2 separate regions of the Mus musculus genome follow, and region 1 is linked to region 2. Evidence: chromatin contacts called from public HiChIP or PLAC-seq data. All regions are on one chromosome and are shown on one strand. Each heading gives the region's core, a stretch centred on a gene start, on an enhancer-like site or on the middle of the called end of the contact. The rest is flanking DNA. Distances are from core to core; before and after follow the strand shown.

Region 1 (2,788 bases), core at 276-2,775, 210 kb after region 2:
AGTGCATGCCTACTGTATACCAGGACAGAGTGCATGCCTACTGTATACCAGAACAGAACTCCTACTGCACGGGCCCCTCTCTCTCCCTAACACGGTCCTCATCTTTGCTTTGCTGAGGTCCCTTCCTTTCACAGCAGGACGTCAGGATTGTCTCTCATTCTCCTGCTGACCCTGGCTAGGCCACCCTTGCCTCTAGCCCCTTTAGTGGTTATATGTTCTGTAGGGGTTCTCCTCACAGCCCATGCCTGGCCTTAGCATCTTTTCTTCAACAGGATGATGGGTGTCAGAAATCGGAGTCATGGCCATGCATGGCCACCTCCCCACACTGGGCTTGGCTGCTGGGCCATAGCTGTGTGCACACAGTGACTTGCATAATAATGTCACGGAGTGGTCACACTCAGAGATGTTTCCAGCGGCTGTCCTGTGCTGAGCCCTGTCCAGAGGACCTCCCTGAGGCAGGTGTATACAGCAGACACTGTCCTCTATGTGTAGTAAATACTGCAGGCAGTCTGCTTTTCAGGGAGTGCATACAGCAGGCACCGTGCCCTGTGAGGAAAGCGGGCCAGAGGTCAGCCAGGTGGGCTTCCTAGAGGAGGCGAGTTCAGCGCCCAGGAATAGCATGGTCCACACAGCACTGATCATCGCAGTGCGGCGTCCTTCTGCCCGGCTGCCGGGAGGCTACACGAAGGCGATGGGGTCAGGGGGTCCACAAGAGGCTGGCAGAGTGCCGGGAATGGGAAACTGAGGCGGAGGGCTTGAGGCCAAAACCAGTGGAGAGAAGCAGCACTGGCGTCCAGGCCTAGAGGGCGGGACCGGGTGGAGCATTGGTGACGGCAGCGCCTGGGAATGTGGGGCAGGGAGGGTCCCTCCGCCCCCAGCGGGCGCGCGGGGCCTCGTGAGGGGATGCTTGGGACTCGAGTGAGGAGTCGGGGGGCGGGGGGGGTGGAGATGCGAACCAAGGCAGGAAGGTCTAACTGGGGAATGATGTGGACCAGCGTGGAGAGGTCTAATTGGGGGTAACAGGGACGGGGTGGGAAGTCCCAGTTGCAGGGATGATGGAGACCTGGGTTGGGGTCCCAGGGATTGTTGGGACAGAGCTAGGAGCCTGGCCTGAGTGGGTGATGGGGATGAGGAGAGGAAATCTGGCGTATCTGGCTGCGGGGTGCTACGGAGCAGGACGGGGTACTGAGAGTGAGAGGGCGCCCTGGCATGGACTATCCCACCCCAAGCCCCAGCGCTAGGCACATTCCCTGGCCCTGAGCGCGGCGCCCGGAATAGCAGTCCAGTCACCCCCGCGCACCGCCCCGCAGCTGCACTTCCCAAGGTCACTGGCACCCAGGATATCAGGACCAACGCTGGGCCGCTGAGCTGCGCTGTCAGACACAGTAGGTCAGCCCCCTGCCGCAGGTCCGGGCCCAACGCGTGCGCCCTCTCCTGCCGCACGAGGGCGCCCTTGGCCTGCGCCCTCGGTGACCCCAGCCTGGGCGCGCCTAGGAGGCCCGGGTGGGAGGGATCGACCGAGTTCGCAGTCCCGCACTTTGGGGCCCCGCCGCTTCCGCCAGTCCCCGGGGCGTCCCGGGGAAACTTGGACGTATTGCCTTGGGCTCTCAGCAGATGGTAAGTCCCTCTTCCCATCCTGCCACTATTCCACCCGGTGTGGCGGCGGGGATGAGATTGGTTTCTTTCCCTGCTCGGAGCGAAAGCAGCAATCCCTAGGATGGTGGGTGAGTTTGGGGGTCGCACTTCCTACGGGATGGGACTGAAACTCAGGAGACCGACACCCCAGTGACTGGTGCACCAATGCGGGAGAGGGATGCAGTGCTAGATGCGGTGCTCGGGAGAGGGCATTGACAGACATGGGTAGGAGCCCCCCTCACGAAGGGGGTTATGAGATGGCCTTCCCCAGCCTCCTTCTTCCTTCCTTCCCGGGACAGCCCAGTTTCTGGGCCCGCAGAAGGAAGGGTCCGGCGAGTGTCTTGAAGCAGTTCCCGTGAGTTTCCAATTTACAGCCATCTCGGTCCCAAGGTGTCCTAAAGGACATCAGATTGGCTGACAACCGGAGAGACCCTGGTTCCAGCCGGGCCGGGGTACTTTTGTCCTCCTTACCCCTTTTTCAGGTACCTGGACCCTGTGGGCTGCAGATCTTTGAGAGCCCGTGTGCCCTTCAGAGAGCCTGGCCCGGGCCCAGAAGGGACTCACTTCATCTTGGTTCCCTTCCCTCCTGGCTGGTCTTGCCAGGCTGGGATCACGAGGAGGAGGGCGTCGGCTGAGAATGACTTCATCCGGTCTCTACAGTTGGGGAAACTGAGACCTCCACTCAGCCCCACCCTGCTCTTCTTGTCCGCAGATCCTCTAGGCACCGCAGCCCGCAGCTCTGGCAGATGAGACCATGACCCACGTGTTGGCAGGAGGCCAGGTCAGCCGCCCAGCGCCTGCCACGGGGTGGGGTTGGGGGTGGGGAGGAGGTCCCTTAGGCTATGGGGTACCTGGGAGCACAGCGGTCCCCAGAGGCTGGGGGGCAGCTGGGAGGGGGACATCCATTCCACCCTGAGTTTCTGGATGAGCCTCCATTAATTATCCCTCTACAGGCTCTCAGAGACTCAGGGATGGGGTTCCGCGGGTTTTCACTGCACAGATGGGGAAACCGAGGCCTGGAGAAATGGAATGGTTGGTTCCTGGCCACCCAGGAAGGTAGATGAAAGGGGTGACTAAACTTGCAGCCACCTAAAAACTGTCCTTAAAGGATTCCTTGTGCATTATAAAAGAACACACTGGGGCTGGTGAGATG
Region 2 (2,738 bases), core at 167-2,666:
CTGAGGCAGATGGATTTTATAGATTTGAAAATGAGATGAGCCTGGAGTGCAGAAGGAGAATCTTTTAAAATAAACACCAAATAAATTGATTAAAAATTTAAAAAGCAGGCGGCCATGGTGACTCAGGCCTGTAATCTTAGCATTTAGGAAAACTGTCAGAAGTCCAAGATCAGTCTAGGCTACAGTGCCAGACCCTGTCCAGACAAACAGAAAGAGGGGTTCTGGGGATGTTGCTCAGTGACTGGAGTAACTGTCTAGCAAGCACAAGGCTTTGCGTTTCATCTCCAGCACTGTGTAATGGGCAAGTCCATCCAGTCTGTGTTACATGAGACCTTACCTCAATCAAAAGCAAAACAGAAAAGCGGTTGGGGAGAGGGCTCAGTGGGTTAGAAAGCTGTGCACAGGTCTCAGGACCTGAGTTCTAATCCCCAGCACCCATTTAAAGCTGGGTATGACCAGGTGAGTGCCACCCTAGGCTTTGGGGTGGAGGCAAGCAGATGCTGGGAGCTTGCTAGCCAGCCTGCCCAGCTGAAGTACTTCAGTGAAGAAGCCTGTCTTAAAGGAAAGAAAATGGAAGACTAAACAAAGGGGTGGGAAGCTGTATGCTCCTCTAACCTCTGCATGCGGGTGCACAGTGTCGCCTCCCTCCAAACACCCCAGAACAAAGCAAAAACAAAAAAACAAAAAAACAAAAAAAAAAAAATCAAATATATTTCCAGAGTGTAGCTTAGTTGGAGTGCCCTTGTCTAGTGTATGTATCTAGGCACGGCAAAAAGAAAAAAGAAATGCCCCACTGATACCCCTCGTGGTTAGGTGACTATTTGAGCATCAATTAGGTAGGTTTCTCAGGATAGGCACCTCAGCCAATTAAGACCCTGGCTAGAGAGTTGGCTCAGTGGTGAAGAGCACTTACAGCAATTGGAGACTTGGGTTCGGTTCCCAGTACTCACATGACCGTTCATAACCATGAGTAGCTCCAATTTCTGGGTATCCAAAGCCCTTTTCTGACTTCAGCGAGAATCAGAAACACTCATGTTGCACATACATAGAATTAGAAAGTAAATCCTAAATCAAACAAAAACCCTGGCCGTGAAGCTCTCCTCGTCCTCCGGGGGGCGCACGACGGCCTTATATAGCCAAAGATTACAGCGGAGACTCGCGGTGCATTTCCAGCCAGGCGCACTCTGGACAGCCCAGGCTTCTCAGGGGCTTGAGGCTCAAGATTGCGAAGCTGCACCCGCGAAAGTCCGGTGCCGGAAGGTTCTCAGGACCAGAAGCATATAATCACGCGTTCTTTAAAGCTTCTCTTGTCCTAAGCTTCGGGTCTTCCGACGGCTACAGTTCCGCGGGAGACGACATTGTAAGCAGGCGCACTTCAGTCAGCCCTTCCCGGCGTCCCTAGCGACAGCGTCCCGGGGGCCTCTGGGGGCCTCGGGGCAAGATGGCGGCGTCGGCGGGGTCCGAAAAGCGCGAGCGGAAGCCTCCGGGGCGAGTGTGAGGAGGGGTCCCGGGGTCCCGGGTATCTCCGGGCCGGGGCCCCGCTGCGGAACGGACCATGCTACGTTCTACCGGCTTCTTCCGCTCCATCGACTGCCCATACTGGGCGGGAGCTCCCGGGGGGCCTTGCCGGCGGCCCTACTGCCACTTCCGGCACCGCGGAGCTCGGGGTCCCGGCGCTCCCGGTAGCGGCGGCGCAGCATCTCCTGCATCAGGTAAAGCCCATAGGACCGCCCTGGGTCCCACAGCCCGCCCGTGCTACATGTTTCCCTTGCTCAGCCAGACCGCGCACTGTCAGATTGCTGTCCCTCTCCTAGCTGCCATCGCGATGCTGTGCAAATGTCTAGACCTCTCTGGTCATTAAAGCATAAAGACGGTCACGACGGAGCGAGAGACCGTGCATCCCCGTCCCCAAGCTAGGGGACTTGGTGCAACTCCTCCGGTTCTTATTCTGTCCACCTTGTTCCGAACGATATATCATTCCCTCCCGTCACCACGCACGCCACCCTGTGCGCTTGTGGCATACCTTGTTTACGAACGCGACAGTTTCCTGGGATGAGTCCCCCCCCCCCCCCCACTGTCTCCAGTAGTTGGATGCACAAGGCCATAGGGGCACCTGCTGTTTGTCGAGCGGAAAACCCCCTTGCCTTGAACGGGTGTGGACTTTGAGCTTGGCAGGGAGCATGTCGCAATTAGTGTGATGACATTTTGAAGAAGGCCTCAGGGATCAGGCAGTGTGTAGGAAGTATTGTATTAGAGAAAAGACATTAAGGTTTTGTTATTTGTCTTTTGTTTGTTTTTACTGTTGTAGGCCAGGCTAGTTTTGGACCCAGGACCCTGAAGCTGCAACCTCCTAGGTTCTGGGATGGCCCTAACCGGACCCTTAGGATTCCAATTGCATTTAAAGAAGACATTGGAGAGCCTAGAGAGATGGCTCCGATTTAAGAGCACTTTCTGTTTTGGGCTGGGCCTGCTGCGTGCACACTTTTAGTCCCGTTTCTCTAGAGGCATTGCCGGGTGGACCTCTGAGTTTGAGTCCAGCCTGGTCTATATAGGAAGCCTTGTTCCAGAAATCCATAGCCAGTGAGTCCCTGTCTGAGGGGTGGGGGCCACGCTTGCTACTGTTGCAGAGGCCCTGGATTGGGTTACCAGCAGCCACATGGCTGGTTTGTAAACCCAGTTCCAAGGCACCAGCCATGTGTGGTGCAAATGCAATCACCCAGGCAAACTCTCATGTGGAT

What was found. HiChIP or PLAC-seq counts read pairs in DNA pulled down with a chosen protein or histone mark.
Region 1: a contact with region 2 is called in a FOXA1 HiChIP or PLAC-seq map of pancreatic cancer cells. The contact joins the promoter of Adamtsl5 here to the promoter of Rexo1 in region 2. A contact is called at or near these places in 14 of 39 promoter capture datasets (the 3T3-L1 cell line, 3T3-L1-derived adipocytes, the C10 cell line and 9 more), 2 of 15 datasets of contacts at CTCF or cohesin (embryonic stem cells and large pre-B cells), 9 of 484 Hi-C or Micro-C datasets (the G1E-ER4 cell line, bone marrow-derived macrophages, cortical neurons and 4 more), 11 of 115 datasets of contacts at active chromatin or transcription factors (embryonic basal ganglia, embryonic hindbrain, embryonic stem cells and 7 more) and 3 of 9 other capture datasets (adipose tissue, liver and macrophages).

What each region holds. Positions count from the first base shown.
Region 1 is chr10:80,347,185-80,349,972 of GRCm38.p6, reverse strand. Adamtsl5 (ADAMTS-like 5) reads left to right here and starts at 1,525. Exons shown (of 13, transcript NM_001285435.1): 1 at 1,525-1,617; 2 at 2,348-2,416.
Region 2 is chr10:80,560,238-80,562,975 of GRCm38.p6, reverse strand. Rexo1 (REX1, RNA exonuclease 1) reads left to right here and starts at 1,416. Exons shown (of 15, transcript NM_025852.3): 1 at 1,416-1,712. The coding sequence starts at 1,556.